Regions from separate parts of the Mus musculus genome. Here regions 2, 3 and 4 are each linked to region 1. Evidence: chromatin contacts called from public HiChIP or PLAC-seq data. All regions are on one chromosome and are shown on one strand. Each heading gives the region's core, a stretch centred on a gene start, on an enhancer-like site or on the middle of the called end of the contact. The rest is flanking DNA. Distances are from core to core; before and after follow the strand shown. Region 1 has its middle 8.2 kb from the start of Sphk1. Region 2 has its middle 12 kb from the start of Tmem94. Region 3 overlaps Llgl2 (LLGL2 scribble cell polarity complex component). Region 4 has its middle 16 kb from the start of Sec14l1.

The links. HiChIP or PLAC-seq counts read pairs in DNA pulled down with a chosen protein or histone mark.
Region 2: a contact with region 1 is called in a FOXA1 HiChIP or PLAC-seq map of pancreatic cancer cells. The contact joins two enhancer-like sites. A contact is called at or near these places in 1 of 39 promoter capture datasets (pre-B cells) and 1 of 115 datasets of contacts at active chromatin or transcription factors (pancreatic cancer cells).
Region 3: a FOXA1 HiChIP or PLAC-seq map of pancreatic cancer cells shows a contact between it and region 1. The contact joins two enhancer-like sites. A contact is called at or near these places in 2 of 39 promoter capture datasets (embryonic stem cells and pre-B cells), 1 of 484 Hi-C or Micro-C datasets (embryonic stem cells), 4 of 115 datasets of contacts at active chromatin or transcription factors (bone marrow-derived macrophages, memory CD8 T cells and pancreatic cancer cells) and 2 of 9 other capture datasets (embryonic stem cells and liver).
Region 4: an HNF4G HiChIP or PLAC-seq map of pancreatic cancer cells shows a contact between it and region 1. The contact joins two enhancer-like sites. A contact is called at or near these places in 4 of 39 promoter capture datasets (cranial neural crest, embryonic stem cells, liver and 1 more), 1 of 115 datasets of contacts at active chromatin or transcription factors (pancreatic cancer cells) and 1 of 9 other capture datasets (liver).

What each region holds. Positions count from the first base shown.
Region 1 is chr11:116,522,313-116,526,200 of GRCm38.p6, reverse strand. No RefSeq gene overlaps it. Among named protein-coding and RNA genes, the nearest start is that of Sphk1, 8.2 kb to the left of the region's middle. Within about 2 kb of position 2,265, at least 83 of the 459 cell types and tissues checked have an H3K27ac peak or open chromatin away from gene starts, as enhancers often do. A contact at or near this core is called in pancreatic cancer cells, where this site is marked.
Region 2 is chr11:115,751,976-115,755,863 of GRCm38.p6, reverse strand. No RefSeq gene overlaps it. Among named protein-coding and RNA genes, the nearest start is that of Tmem94, 12 kb to the left of the region's middle. Within about 2 kb of position 2,198, at least 34 of the 459 cell types and tissues checked have an H3K27ac peak or open chromatin away from gene starts, as enhancers often do. A contact at or near this core is called in pancreatic cancer cells, where this site is marked.
Region 3 is chr11:115,840,770-115,844,657 of GRCm38.p6, reverse strand. It overlaps Llgl2 (LLGL2 scribble cell polarity complex component), which reads right to left. Exons shown (of 26, transcript NM_145438.2): 3 at 1,244-1,341; 4 at 83-164. Among named protein-coding and RNA genes, the nearest start is that of Myo15b, 15 kb to the left of the region's middle. Within about 2 kb of position 2,282, at least 116 of the 459 cell types and tissues checked have an H3K27ac peak or open chromatin away from gene starts, as enhancers often do. A contact at or near this core is called in pancreatic cancer cells, where this site is marked.
Region 4 is chr11:117,096,806-117,100,693 of GRCm38.p6, reverse strand. No RefSeq gene overlaps it. Among named protein-coding and RNA genes, the nearest start is that of Sec14l1, 16 kb to the left of the region's middle. Within about 2 kb of position 1,938, at least 39 of the 459 cell types and tissues checked have an H3K27ac peak or open chromatin away from gene starts, as enhancers often do. A contact at or near this core is called in pancreatic cancer cells, where this site is marked.

The DNA.
Region 1 (3,888 bases), core at 1,016-3,515:
GAACCATTTCTAAACAGGTCCACTTCCGCCGAATCCTAGTAACCTTCCTTTTCCACTGCTTCAGGTGGGTGGTGGGCTAGAGGGGACGCTGAAGCATTTAAAAACCATCATGAAAAGTAGGTTTTGAAAAAAATCAAAGCAACAAGGGCTCCTTCCAATCTGTTCGCCCGTTCACAAGTGTCTGACTAGGGCTACCAAGGGCTCCTTAGTGAGAGCCGTCCACAGTCATCTCCCCTTGTCTCAGACCTCCAGCACTTACTGATGGGAGGAGCATCCCATTTGGATGGGAGCATCCCATACTGATGGCAGCATGCCATACTGATGGGAGGAGCATCTCATACTGATGGGAGTATCCCATACTGATGGCAGCATGCCATACTGATGGGAGGAGCATCCCATACTGACGGGAGCATCCCATACTGATGGCAGCATACCATACTGATGGGAGGAGCATCTCATATTGATGGGGGCATCCCATACTGATAGGAGCATCCCATATGGATGGGAGCATCCCATACTGATGGCAGCATGCCATACTGATAGGAGGACCATCTCATACTGATGGGAATATCCTATACTGATGGGAGCATCCCATACTGATGGGAGGAGCATCTCATACTGATGGGAGCATCCCATACTGATGGGAGGAGCATCTCATACTGATGGGAGCATCCCATACTGATAGGAGCATCCCATATGGATGGGAGCATCCCATACTGATGGCAGCATGCCATACTGATAGGAGGAGCATCTCATACTGATGGGAGTATCCTATACTGATAGGAGCATCCCATATGGATGGGAGCATCCCATACTGATGGCAGCATGCCATACTGATAGGAGGAGCATCGCATACTGACGGGAGTATCCCAAACTGATGGCAGCATACCATACTGATGGGAGGAGCATCCCATATGGATGGGAGCATCCCATAATAATGAGAGCATCCCATGGGGACTCAGATCTGTGCTGCTGACTGTGACACTTAAGCAGGTGTGAACCTTACAATCCAGTCTCCACAAGTCAGCCAGCCTGAGCTCTACATATCAGAACTCATCAGACCTTCCCAGGTTGCCCTCCCCAATAAATCTGTGCTTTTCCATTGCTTTAGGAATAAAAACTAACTTTCCTATAGAAAAAGCAACAATTTGCCTTTACTCTCAGGCCAAAATCTATATAGATTTCTGTAACCGCAAGGGGGTGGGGCTCTCTATTCTCCGGTGAGTAATTAGTTCTGTAAGAGACACCCACTCTGTGTCTTTTTTTCCTCCTCTTCCTCTTTCTCCTCCTCTTCTTTGAGGAGTGGGGAGGAGGGCGGGTCAAGAGTGGCCTGTGTAAACCGGGCGTGGTGATGCTGGCCTGTAATTCCAGCACTCAGGAGGCAGAGGCAGGCGGATTTCTGAGTTCAAAGTCAGCCTGGTCTACAAAGCGAGTTTCAGGACAGCCAGGGCTATACAGAGAAACCCTGTCTCGGAAAAAAAAAAAAAAAGTGGCCTGTGTAACTGAGAAGGATCTAGAACTCTGATCCTGCCTCCGTATCCCAAGAGCTGCGATTACAGGCTAAAGACTGACTCCAGGACTGGGAGTGTCCCAAGCAAACACTCTAGATTCCCATCTCATCTGCAAGGTCCCTTCTGCACATAATGTAATATGTTCATTCACAGGCGCCAGAGACAGAGGGGAGGCCACTGTTTTGCTAACCACAGAGGGAAATAATGTCAATCTGTCCTCACTTGGCTCTGGAACCTCCTTTCCCAACTTCCCGTCTCTGGTTTTACCCCCAGGATTTTGCTTTTCCACAAAAGCACTTAGATCGAGTGGGGCTGGAGTCAGGCTTGCTGGGACTGAGGCATGAACCTATAGACTGTATCTTAGACTCATCTAGAGCCTAGAGAAAAATTAGTTTCCATTTCTGAAAATTACCTAAGAGGAAGAATCTAGCATCGTTGCTAAATGTAGTACTGACAGGCTTGCAAAACCCCATCCTTTCGCCTATGGAAGGGATTGGAAGCAGCCCAGCCCGTCCATTCTCAGCCTGGCACAATTTCCTGATACTGCTTTGCAGAAAGAGCTCACCCATGGGCACTGTCCTCTCCTTTCCCTCCCCAGACACCAATGGAACTCTGTAGCTTTGCCACCTCCGGTCATGTGATCTGGAAGCCCAGTTGCTTTTATTCTTCTGTGACAAGGCTGGGCCAGGCTAACCAGCCACAGACATTGGAAAGAGTCGCTCAGTGGAAACATTTCTTAGGCTCCCTCTGACATCATCTTCCATTTGGGCCTGCAGTGGGCTGTGGCCTGGCCTTTGCCCAGCCCCACATCCTGAATCCTAGCAGGATGGATATTTCCTGGTTTGCTCAGGAATCCTAGTCTGACGACTTTACCTCCTGAGCAAGAGAAGCTATGCCAAACCAACAGATTTGGCAGGTCCTAGAAAGAGGAGGGGCTGCAGGAAGCAGGATCAGCGCCCCTGCAGTCAGGGACTAGGAAGCAGGGATCCCTCTGCATCCCAGGAACCCAGTGTAGAGATTGGGCTCCGAGAGGATGGGTGTGCGCGTGGTTTTCCCCGTGCTTTTTGGTTTTGAAGTGTTTTCTACTTTCACAGGCCTCAGAATGTGTGTCCTTGGGTGTTACCCAAAGCAAACAGACAGACAGTGGGTTAGCTCTGGCCCCCAGCCAAACAGTGACTTCGTGCTTCGTGATCTGGGGCCATGTTCACTTACCTGATGGGGTCCCTCCACAAGCACAGGAGACTTTGGGAATGCTGCCCTTAGGGGCGTACATTTCTTTTGTACAAATGCACACCTATTGGGCTGCCACAGTTGTAGCCAAATTATTGAGGGCCAGGGGCAATAGAGGGAGAGGGAGGCAGATGCCCTGATTCATCAAGCTGGAAAAGATACCACAAAGCCAGGAGCGAGGCTTGCCTGCTCCTCTCTCTCATTATCCACATCCCAAAAATAGAACTTCCCCTTCCCTGGAGGCTCGGTTCCTGAAGGTCAAAGCCTTGAATTCTTTGCAGACACGAGCCTAGTAATTTAAGTAATGATTTCACGGGGTGCACTGGACAGCTGGGGCTTTGGACAAGGGCTTTGTCCCACGCAGGCTGGATGAAGAGGCTTCATACAGCAGAGCATGACGCTGCTCCCATGAGTTGGGAAAGTCAGTTTCCAGAAGTGGCATGTCCCTCCTTCCCTCCTTCCCTCCGCTCAGTGCCCTGAAGTCCTGACCACAGCTATGTGACCGCATCTGAACATGAGTTGAGATGTCGTTTCTCCTTCAAGGCACTGTCAGATGATCCCAGCTGCTTCCTCTCCCGGTTCAGTCAGAATGGAGTGTGGTCACCAAGGGATCGATCGATCACCTGCCTAGGTGCTGGAGAGCTTGGCCTTCTTCCTGCTTTTTCTTTTCTCTTCTCTTCTTTTCTCTTCTTCCTTTGTTCTTCTTTCTTTGGTTTTCTTTCTTTTTGTTTCTCCCTCCTTTAAAATCATTATTACTTTTTACTTTTTTTTTTTTTAAGACAAGTCCACATATAGCCCAGGATGACCTTGAATTCCTGAACCACCTCTGCCTTTCCCTCCTTCTGCTAGGATCCCAGCATGTGACCCAACAGCTCGCCCCAGTCTTATCGTGTGTGTGTGTGTGTGTGTGTGTGTGTGTGTGTGTGTACACGTGAGTGTCCATGTGCGTGTGTGTGGTATGCATAGGATGTCTATGGCTAGATGTGGTCTTGAGGCAATGAGCCAGTGGGTGACATCTTATTTTTTGAGACAGGGTCCACCCCTGATCCTAAAACTCACTATTTTTGATTAAAGTGGCTGGCCAGTGAGTGCCCAGCCAGGCCCCATCCTCCTGGCTCTGGGGTTATGGGCAGGCATGCCGGCATGC
Region 2 (3,888 bases), core at 949-3,448, 770 kb after region 1:
CACGCGCTTGGACCTGTCCCTGACCAAAGGATTACCCAATTGGATCTCCTCAGCATTTTCTTTCTTTAAAAAATTGGGTGGGATTAATATTATTTGGAGATACACTTTGCTGTGGATTAGTGTTGCTTCTTTGATTGGTCTGTAAGCTTAAGGCCCAAACTAGGAGAGACAAGGTGGTTATTGCCCAGGCGCTTGCAGGACTAGAACATGGAGCTCCCCCTGATATATGGTTATCTATGCTTAGGCAATAGGTCGCTGGCCACTCAGCTCTTATATCCCATGAGGCTAGTCTCATTGCACGGGATAGAGTGAGTGTGCTTCAGCAGCCCGAGAGAGTTGCAAGGCTAAGCACTGCAATGGAAAGGCTCTGCGGCATATATGAGCCTATTCTAGGGAGACATGTCATCTTTCATGAAGGTTCAGTGTCCTAGTTCCCTTCCCCCAGGCAAAACGACACGGGAGCAGGTCAGGGTTGCTCTGGGTAAAAGCCTGTAAGCCTAAGAGCTAATCCTGTACATGGCTCCTTTACCTACACACTGGGGATTTGACCTCTATCTCCACTCTCATTAATATGGGTGGCCTATTTGCTCTTATTAAAAGAAAAGGGGGAGATGTTGGGAGCCGCCCCCACATTCGCCGTTACAAGATGGCGCTGACATCCTGTGTTCTAAGTGGTAAACAAATAATCTGCGCATGTGCCAAGGGTATCTTATGACTACTTGTGCTCTGCCTTCCCCGTGACGTCAACTCGGCCGATGGGCTGCAGCCAATCAGGGAGTGACACGTCCGAGGCGAAGGAGAATTCTCCTAAAATAGGGACGGGGTTTCGTTTTCTCTCTCTCTTGCTTCTTGCTCTCTTGCTTCCTGCACCCTGGCTCCTGAAGATGTAAGAATAAAGCTTTGCCGCAGAAGATTCTGGTCTGTTGCGTCTTTCCTGGCCGGTCGTGAGAACGCGTCTAATAACAGTAACTCTTAATACGACCAAGTTTAGCTGCCAGCAAGAGGTACAACCTTGACTGCCTCTGGAACACAGCTCCTATGTTCTCTCTGGAAACACTTCCCAGATTTCAACCTAATGGCATTGGTCTCTTCTTAACCACAGCTGATTCCTCAGCCCCGGCTAAACAAACACCACAGACTCATCACATAAACTGCGTGTAGGGTCTTTGCTTCCCTCTGAAATGTCACAAGCCAGGCCTCCGTCGTCTCCAATGCTCTCCACATTCTTACTACCGAGGCTCCTACAGGACAGCTCACTGGGCTCTCAGCACTCAATGGCTTTTCTAGCCCAAAGTTCCAAAGTCCTTCTTCCCACTTCTCTCAGAAATATGTTCAGGTCTGTCATGGCAATACCCCACTTCTTATACCAACTTGTCCTAATTAGAGTTTTTTTTTTTTAATTCTTTAAGATTTATTTATTTTATGTATATATTCGTACTCTTTAGCTGTCATCAGACACACCAGAAGAGACATCTAATCCCATTACAGATGCTTGTGAGGCACCATGTGGTTGCTGGGACTTGAACTCAGGACATCTGGAAGAGTAGTCAATGCTCTTAACCACTGAGCCAGCTCCCTAAATTAGAGTTATTATAGCTATGATAAAACTCCATGACCAAAGTAACTTGGAAGGAAAGGGTTTAATCAGCTTATGCTTCCACATCTCAATTCATCATCAAACAAAGTCAGGACAGAAACTCAAGTAGGGCAAGGACCTAGAGACAGGATCTGATACAGAGGCCATGGAGCGGTACTACTTACTAGCTTGCTTCTCATGGTTTGCTCAGCCTGCTTTTTTATAGAAGCCAGGACCACCAGCCTAGGGATGATGGCTCCAGGCACAATAGGCTGGAGCCTCCCCCATCAATCACTAAGAAAATGTCCTACTGGCTTGCCTACAGCCTGATCTCATGGAGGCATTTTCTCAATTAAGACTCCCTCCTCTCTGATGACTCTGTGTCAAACTGGCATAAAACTAGCCAATATATTACCCCACTTCATATTGTTTTGTTTTGTTTGAGATAGGGTCACTGTGTAGCCCTCGCTGACCTGGAACTCACTTTGGAGACCAGACTGACTCAAACTCACAGGGATCCCCATGCCTCTGCCTCCCGAGTGCTGAGACTAAGGGTGTGCATCATTGCCATCCCCAGCTCCACTTCCTATTGTACCTTGGCCCCTCTGAGTCATATATGTCTCTGGGCACCATTTATAGACCTTTTGAACATTGCTTCAGTGAACGTGAGCTGAGTGACTGACAGGTTAAAGGTCTGTGAGACACCCCTTTGCTCCGGACATTCTCCCTAAGTCAATTTCCTCTCTCCCCATCCCCCCCCCAAAAAAAACCCTGCTGAAAGAGTAAATGACTCATTCACAAACATGCCAATGACATATTCTAGAGCACAGTGCACAGCCTCCCCATTGCTCTGGGGGCCTCTAGCTGTGTCTTTTAAGGCTAGCCCTCCCAAGCAGCTAACTGTACAATCCTTCATTTTTCTGAAGTGTCTTTCATCTCTCTAAGATAGCCCCGGGAAGAGGTCTAAGGCCTTCCAGGAGAGGTTTCTCACCTCTGTCTCTTTTTTAGCCCTCAGCATTTTTTTTTTCTTTTTTCCCGAGACAGGGTTTCTCTGTGTAGCCTGGCTATCCTGGAACTTACTCTGTAGACCAGGCTGGCCTCGAACTCAGAAATCTGCCTGCCTCTGCCTCCGCCTCCCGAGTGCTGGGATTAAAGGCTTAGCGCTCAGCATTCTTACACAAGAAGGAGCCACCTCTGTGTTCTTAGTCCTTGCTTTCTAACCTCAAAGGCTACTACTGTGATCTTGAGGTCTTGGCTGGTGCTGTTCCTTGTCCCTGAAATGTCCTTCCTGGCCTCTTTGCTTCCCAATTGGCTCCTTATCACCTGTTCAGATCAGGCAGGCCTTGTCCCTCTGTTTTTTCACAACTGCCTGTGGATAAATGTATCACCGTGCTCACCGCCTGCGTTATAACTTTGGCAGAAAACAGTATTAATAATTCATGAGTCTACACAGTCTCTTTCTCTCCGCCCATCTGCTGGGGACAGCGTTGCCAGGGCCACAGCCAGAGCAGGAGAGAGGCAGAGCTGAGGAGGGCTCCTCCCTGGGTGATGGGACTGACCTGGGAAAAGATAGACAACTACTAGCACGCAGGATGCCTGCAGTTTTGGAGTGGTTAGTTTCAAGTGCGGGGAATGCTGATGGAGTTTTTGATGTGGTGATCTCACTGTCCCTGGACTGTCCTGGAACTGACTTTGTAGACCAGGCTAGCCTGAGACTCCCAGAGATCCACCTGCCTGTGCCTCCTGAGTGCTGGGATTAAAGGCATGCGCCAACACTACCCACCCGACCAGTGGTGATTTTTTAAATTTAATTTGTTCTTATTTTGGGGTGCACATGAGCTCCATGGTACATGGTACATGTTTTTAAATACATAAATAAATAAATAAATAAATAAATAAATAAATAAATAACCAGTCCTCTCATTCACTGTGGGTTTGAGAACGGAACTCAGGTAATCAGGTTTTGGATTTTGTTCCTGGTAGTGGGTTTTTGTTATTATTTGGTTTTGTTTTGTTTTGTTTGTTTGTTTGTTTGTTTGTTTCATTTTGACACAAGGTATCTGTATGTAGCTTTGGATGTCCTGAAAGTTTCTGTGCAGACCAGGCTAACTTTGAACTTTCTCTGTCTCCTGGGTAGTGGGATTAATGCCACACCCATTACCCCTGCACATTATTGTTTGTTTGTTTGTTTGTTTGTTTGTTTGTTTGTTTCAGTTTGGTTTGGTTTCATACTGTAGCCCAGGCTGGCTTCTTATTTACTTATCTAAGATGACTGTGAAGTTCCGACCCTCCTACCACCACTTGCAAATGCT
Region 3 (3,888 bases), core at 1,033-3,532, 680 kb after region 1:
GAGTCCAGCTCCCCCACCCCCATCCCTTCCAGAAGATGTGAGGGTTAAGAAGGCAGCAGGAGCCCCTCCCCACGCTGCTCACCTGACCAGGCAGGAAGTGGATCTGCAGCACTGCGTTGTTCTCCTTGTGAAGGCCCATGAACTCTACCCCGGGGGCGCCATATCTGGAAGGCTCAGGAAAACCTCAGAAAGCTGGACAGCAATCCTCCCCAGTCCTAGCGGCAGTCTGTGGCCTGGGGAGCAAGGGGTCCTCCCAGACAAGCATCTGCGCACCCATGTCAGGGGCACAGGGTGGGGGTGGATAGCAGTGGTCATGGCTGGGCGCACTCAGTCAGTGATCTGACCCTGGTAAGAGTTGCCCAGCAGGACGGGTGTGTGTGTGTGGGGGGGGGGTTGGGGAAGGCAATTCACTATTCCCCTATCCTCAAAACTGCTAGGCTGTTACCCCTCCCTCCACACCACCCCTGCAACTTGAGCTGTAACAACAGGCCTATCACCTGTCACCTGGTGGCACCTATGAGAACATGGGGCGCGGTAGGGGGGCACCCCCAGCGGCCTTGCCCTGAGAGTTGGCACCAGCAATTGGCAACCAGGATGTGATCCTGGCTGGTAATGATTAACCGCTGGGGTAAGGTTGAACTATATAATAACAAGGCTCTGGCCTCGGCCTCCTGTGTATACACCAGCCCAGCCCACCTGGGCTGTCACTTAGGCTGGGTCAGAATAGCAGGAGCCTAGGGGGAGGACTTTGTGGCAGGAGATCACAGCTCAGCTACCCAAGGTGGGCCCCTGTCTCCCAACTTCTCTAGGCCTCTTAGCAGCGGGTGTAGGTTAGACATCAGGAATACCAGGTGTTGTCCAGGACTTCAGAGAAGTTGTCCCAGGGTGGAGCCTCCCTGCTGAAACCACCTGTATCCCAGACACCCCCTGCTGTGGACAAAAGACTATACAACTAGCTTGGACAACGTGGTAGTCACCCAGGGCCCTACAATCAAGTATACAAGTCAAGGGGGGGGGACGGGGGGGGGGGGAACGGGGACGTGAGTAACCAGAGAAGAGAAGATATACCCATTCTGTGCTCTAAGGACACACAGCTCGCGGTGCTAAATTCTCACCCTGCTCTTGGACCAAGCGCCCAAGATGAAGCAGGGTAAGACTGGCTCTCTCCAGATCTCACCTACCCCACATACACATAGAGATCACCTTGGCCTCACCCCATGGCAACAGGCACTGGAAAGGATACAGCTTGACAGCTCCAGAGCGGGTTCCGATGGCCAGGATGCGCAGCGAAGGGCTATAGCCAAGGGCGCTGGGCTGGTGTGGGAAGCCATGCTCCACTGTCTGAAATGAGAAGCATGTGGGCTGGGCCTATAGGCGAGTCCTTTGAATCCCCATGATCCCCCAGGGTTGGGGCTGGGCTGTGGAGTCACAGCTCAATCAGGGAAAGGGGGCTCTGAGCTCTGCACCTCCTCAGCTTGGAGTTAAAACAGGACTCATTTATGTCTGTAGTCCAGATCTCTAGTTGTCCTCTTGACCACTACACATACACCTACCTACATGAGAGTACACACAGTATACAACTATATAACCACATGTATAGTTACGCACATATATCATTTTGAAGGGCTGGGGGAGACAGGGACCCTGGAACTCACTATGTAGGCTATCAGGCTGGCTAGAGATCCACCTGCCACTGCCTCCCTAGTGCTGGGATTAAAGGGGTGTTGTGCACAGTGTACAGTTTTTGAAAAAAATACAGAGCTCTGACTGGATCGCATGGCATGAACACTTCCCCGCGTGTTCATGGACATGTATAGCTTTCCAGGTTATCTGCGTGCGATCACCCAATGGCTAAAGGCTTTACAAGGAGCTGAAAATGGCTGGAGAACATCCCGGAGGGGTCACTGCCTCCCTCCCAGGGTTCCCAATGCCAGCCACCCTGGTGACCAGGTCTAGGTTTCTGTCCCTGCCTGCAGCTCTGGGCCTTTTTCACCGTTGGTGTGCAAGGAGCTACAGACAGGAGGTGCGAATGCCAACAGCTGATGTCAAAGCATTGCTCAGCAGGCCTGGGCTTCTGCTTCCCAACAGCTACCTACCCTACGGCACTGACTCTGCTGCAGTAGGCTGAAGCAGGGCCCAATGGCAACTGCCTTGTAAGTTACTGAGCTAAATCCGCAGTGTGCAGAAGGAGTCAGCTTCCAGACTCCAGTCAGTGTTACCAGGAGCCCTATCAGAGCCCCAGCAGCACAGAGAGATAAGCCCTGGCGACAGCAGGAGAAAACTCAAGGGCCACACCTCCCCAGAGTCCAGCCCAGTGGCTCATGGGAGGAGGCCAGGGCAGGGAGGACAGCTCTAACAAATGCCTCCTTTAGGGGATCCCTGAGGATGACAGGGTGGGTAGACAGGGCAGGAACACAGTCTGCCTTGCAAATGGCCATACCTGGATGGCCGGCCAGGAATGCAAGACCCCAGGCGGAGGGCCCCAGCCAGTCCCAGTCCCTGTTCAGCTATGTGAAAAATGCAGGGCCTGGGGAGATAGCTGAGTGTCTGGAATGCAAACATTTCCCAGAAAAAGGAGAGCAGAGAAATCACACAGGCTGTGTGGGACAAGCTCTCCCGGGGCCCTGCGAGGCCTTGGCTGATCCCAGGTTACTGAAGCCTGGAGAAGAGATAGAGACCAGGAGAGAGCTCCAAGCTCTTAATTTAGCCATTTCCCCATTACCACCAGCAGTGGCTTTGGAATGTAGAATTTGGAGGACTGGGGGGTGGGGTGGGGGATAAACCCTCAGGAGCTGAAGGCCCAGTAGGAGGCCCCACTCCCTGAGCAGCCTAGGACAGCAGTCAAGCGGCCAAGGCTCACTTGTATCAAGAAGATGATATTTAAAGTTTCTCTTATTTCAGCCAATTTAAAGTGTGAACGGATATTCAAACTGTGCACAGTGGTTCCCGCCTGTAATCCCAGCACTCAGGGGGAGCGAAGGCATGAAAGTCAGGAGTTCAAGGGCAGCCTAGGTTATACAGTAAATTCCAGGCCAGCCTGGGCTACAGGCTGTCTCAAAAATCAAACAACTATAAAACAACAACAACAAAAGGAAGAAAGTACATTTGGTTCTGCCACAGTGAAGTGTCTTTACTAAAACAACCTGAAGGGAGGCCAACCTCGGGCCTCACCTTACATCTCCAATCTCAAACTCTTAAGACAGAGCTTTTCAAAGAGTTTATTTTACAACTGAGACTGTTATAAAGTGTAAAAAAAAAAAAAAAATCAGAATTTAGAGACTTAGTATCAACAAAACAAAGCAAATTAGGGACTGGAGTGATGGCTAGTCCATTAAGAGACTCCTCTCCCAGAGGATCTGTGTTAGATTCCCAGCATCCACATGGCGGCTCACACCAGTCTCTGAGTCCAGTTCCAGGGGACCCAGCGCCCTCTTCTGGCCTCTATGGGCAGTGCATGCATATGATAAATAGACATACATGTAGGCACATACACAAACAAAAAATAAAAACAAAAAATAAAAAAATAAACATAAAAAAAATCTTTCCCGGGGCTGGAGAGATGGCTCAGTGGTTAAGAGCGCCGACTGCTCTTCCAAAGGTCCCGAGTTCAAATCCCAGCAACCACATGGTGGCTCATAACCATCCATAATGAAATCTGATGCCCTCTTCTGGAGTGTCTAAAGACAGCTACAGTGTACTTACATATAAATAAATTAATTAATTAAAAAAAAATCCTTCCCCAAACACACACACACACACACACACACACACAAGTCAAAACAACTTACTAATAGCTGTATTGCCTACATGTAAAGATAATATTTTGAGTATATTAAACAGAATTCTTATCTAAATTAAATCTGATTATTTAATGCTAGAAATTTTAAG
Region 4 (3,888 bases), core at 689-3,188, 570 kb before region 1:
TGAGGACTCCACAGTCTGAGGGAAGCCCAGAGAGATGGCTGTGTGAGGTGCTCTCCCCATTTCTGGGGTGAACAGACCTGACAGAATGACTTCAGGGTGGGGAATTTATTTTGTCTCACAGTTTTGGAGGGCTTGCTGGGCTCCTTGGCCCTGTGTACTTGGCAGAACATTATGGCAATGTCCAGCAGATGACCTACCACAGTGGACAGGAAGCAGAGACTTGTGAATATACTCATTGGATATTGGTTTTGTCTTGTTGCTATGACAACCTTATGGCAGGAGTGGAGAAGTCACGATGGTGGGAGCTTGAGGCAGTCCATCATCACTTCAGATCTGCAGTCACCACAGGCAGGAAGCAGAGAGGTGAGCTCACTTTCGCCTTGTAATTTGGTAAGACCATGCATGGCTTGTGGGATGGTGCCAACGGTGCCAACGAGGCCCTCCCGCCTCAACAACCCAGGGCCCAGAGGTTCGTCTCCTAGATCCTCTTCAATCAGCAATCAACATTAGCCACCCACTACAGCTGGCTTTCTCCCAACCACACCTTTGCTCCTTTCAAGGCTCTAGCCCTGGGGTTCTCAACCTTTGGGTCATGACCCAAATGACCCTTTAACAGGAGTTGCATATCAGATATCCTGCATCCAATATTTATGTTACAATTCATAACAGTAGCAAAATTACAGTTACCATTTAGCAACAACCATAATGTTATGGTTGGGGGCACCACAACCTGAGGGACTGTATTAAAGGGTTGCAGCATCAGGGAGGCTGAGAACCACTGCTCTAGCCTATGACATCATGCCACTCAGGGTGAGTCTTTCCTCCTCGTTAATTCTGTTGGAAATATCTCCCAACAACAGCTCAAAGTTGTGCCTACATCTTCTAGGTGATTCTAAATCCAGTCAATTTGACAGTGGAGATTAACTAGAATGCCTCAAGCCAGGCCCCCTCCCCCTGCCCCCTTCGCCCCCCCCCCCCTATAGTAACCAAATGTATCTAATTCCCAAATCTAAAAAGTGTTGCTTTCTAAAGGAGATATCCAGGGTCACAAAGAGGCCATCTCTCTTGAGCAATTCACTGGTGACAGGCTCACTCCCCAGGGAAAGTGCTTGTGTCAGGCTTGACCTGTGAGGGTCTGAATAATTCATCGACTCTGATGAAAGTGACCACTCTTCTTAGTCACCCATGCTGCTGTGTGGACAGTGAGTTAGCTCCAGGGTGGCCTTGGGGGACAGTGAGAAGGTGCAGAAAAGAAACAAACTAACAAAGAAAGAATCAAAATGCAAAACCACAGAACTCACCACTGTCTGACAGAGTTGTCAGCTGGGTCTCTGCAAGTCACACAGGTGACTTGAAGATCCTTGACCCAGGAAAGTGGGGAAAGACAGAAGCCATTGGGTGGATCCCCTTAACTGACACCCCAAGAGGATGCTTCAATTTTGTAAAGATGGAGTGTAGGAGTGTGTGTGTGTGTGTGTGTGTGTGTGTGTGTGTGGTACACACCTATAGTCCCAGCTCAAGAGGCTGAGGAGGCTGAGGGAAGAGGATTGTTATAAGTTCCAGCCTGGGCTAAGAGAGACCCTGACTCAAAAAAGTAAGGTTGGTTTGGTGTGGTGTTGAGGAATGGTTTGGTCAGTATACTGCCTGACTCACAAGTCAGAGGGCTGGACTTTGAATTCCTCCCACACATGTAAGAAGACATAGTGCCTGTCACGTGTCACCTCAGTGCTGGGGAGGGACAGAGAAGGATTCCTGGGGAGGGTCAGCTGGGCACTCAATCCAGCAGGATCAGTGAGTTCCAAGTTCAGGAAGAGAAGCCATCTCAAAATGAAACAAAGGAGAGCTGTTAAGGAAGAGGTCTGCCCTCCAGCCTGCAGCCCCATGCACAGTGGCGCCACAGACACGCAAAACCACAAACCAAACAAGCCATACATTAGGAATGTAGCTGGCTCTTGCTTAGCATGGTGAAGGCCTGAGGTTGCATGTGCACACACATACACACACATACTTACATACATTTACACCCGCATATACTCCCATACACACATATTTTCACACATGCACACACACACATACTTATGCACATGCACACCCACACACACTTACACATACACACATGCTCACACATACACACCCCAAATGGATTAGATAAATAAACAAGCGAATATCCCTTCACTGAAGTGGGGGCAGAGCCGAGATAGAGCGTGGGCCTGGTCCTGGATCAAAGCCTAGCAACCCGTAGTGGGGGGAGAAGAAAGAGGAGATGTGGGAGGGACAGACTAGCATCACTCATAGCCCAGCCCCCACTCACATCTGCAGCAATCCATGAGGCTGGGTGGAAGATCCATTAAGTACCCTGCAAGACAGGTCCTAGAAGGGATGGGAGGAGGCTTCGGGGACAGCCTGTAAAGTTCCAAGCTTGTTGAAACATCCTGTTACTGACAAAACAAACAAGCAAGCAAATATCCCCTCCCTGGACTGGGGTATGGCTGAGATAGAACACTGGCTTGGTCCTGGGTCTATGCCTAGTGACTCAAAGGTGGGGGTTGGAGAAGGGAGAGAGAAAGAGATAGATGAGAGAGGGTAGGAGGGAAAGAGAGGGGGAAGAAAGAAGAAGTGGAGGAAGAGAAGGGTTAGAAGAGAGATGGGGAGAGGGAGGAAGAAGGAAAGGAGAGGAGAGACAGCCCTTCAATCTTAGATTGAAAGCCCCAGTTTCTAGCAGGCATGCTGCTTCAGTTCTTACACAGTCTCAGTATGAAAAGGGTGTTACAAATCTGAGCTCTCAGCTATAAACCACCCTACAGAGCCCAGGCCACAGTCAGCTCAGAGCCCTGGAGCCTGGTCCTCTCCCTCTCCACAGCTCCCTTCCCATCATCTGCATCTCCGGGAGGATAGTTTCTTCTCCTCGCTCTGAGGCTGGCTGTGGGTTTGCCTTAGGCTGCTCTGACAGCCTTCAGATTGTTCACCCCAGGTTCCTCTCTAACAAATTGACCTATCCCAACAAGTGGAGCCCACCCTCCCACCCTTCACCCCTACCCACCCTCCCACTCCCCACCCTGTGCTTCCAGGGATGTGATTTCTTTTTGCTTTTTGGCAATAGAACCCAGGCCCTTGGGCACTCTAGGCAAGTGCCATCCATACACCCCTAACCCCAGTCCTGGTGTGATCGTTTTATTTTTGTAGGCTGTCTTCATTCCTTTCAACTTTGTTACCACACGACGATCTAACTACCAAATGAGCCTTGACAAGGCATATTTAAACATGAGTGTTCTAGCTTCGTACTGCCAAGGACTCTGAGGTACTTGGGAAGTGTCTCCCACGACCTCTCTCCCATGGCTGTTTTCGTGCCTTTCCATTTAGGAAACAATTTCTTTCCTGTGTTTTGAGCCAGAGAACACGGAGCTTTGGTTTCAGTGACACCCAGGGACTCTTGAGCCGAAAACATCCCTTTCCAGGAGGTGGGCAGCACCAGGCAGGAAGGAACCCCCCTCCCAGGATGAAAACACGGATCTTCTCCTGTACCCCCACATATCTGAAAACAATGGGCTGGCCCCTCAAAGGGCCTACACCTAATCCAGTCATCGACGGAAATGCCCGTGCCCCAGCACAGCCAAGGCTCTATTCAGAACTAAAAACTCCAGGCCTACCCACTGCCAGGGGGTTTTCAAAGAAGAGACCCATGCCTGGGTTTCCCATGTGCAAGGTGGGCTGTCAGTCCCTGAGGGAGTAGGAACAGGGACAGTTTCTGGATGGCACAACCGCAATGAACGAAGACAAAGCAGATAAAGCCGTACAACTGGGAACGGCGAGGGGAGGGTAGCAAGGATCAGGGTCCGAGTGCTTCACTGCTGTGAGCCCTTGAAAAGCAGCATCAAGACCGAAGCGTGG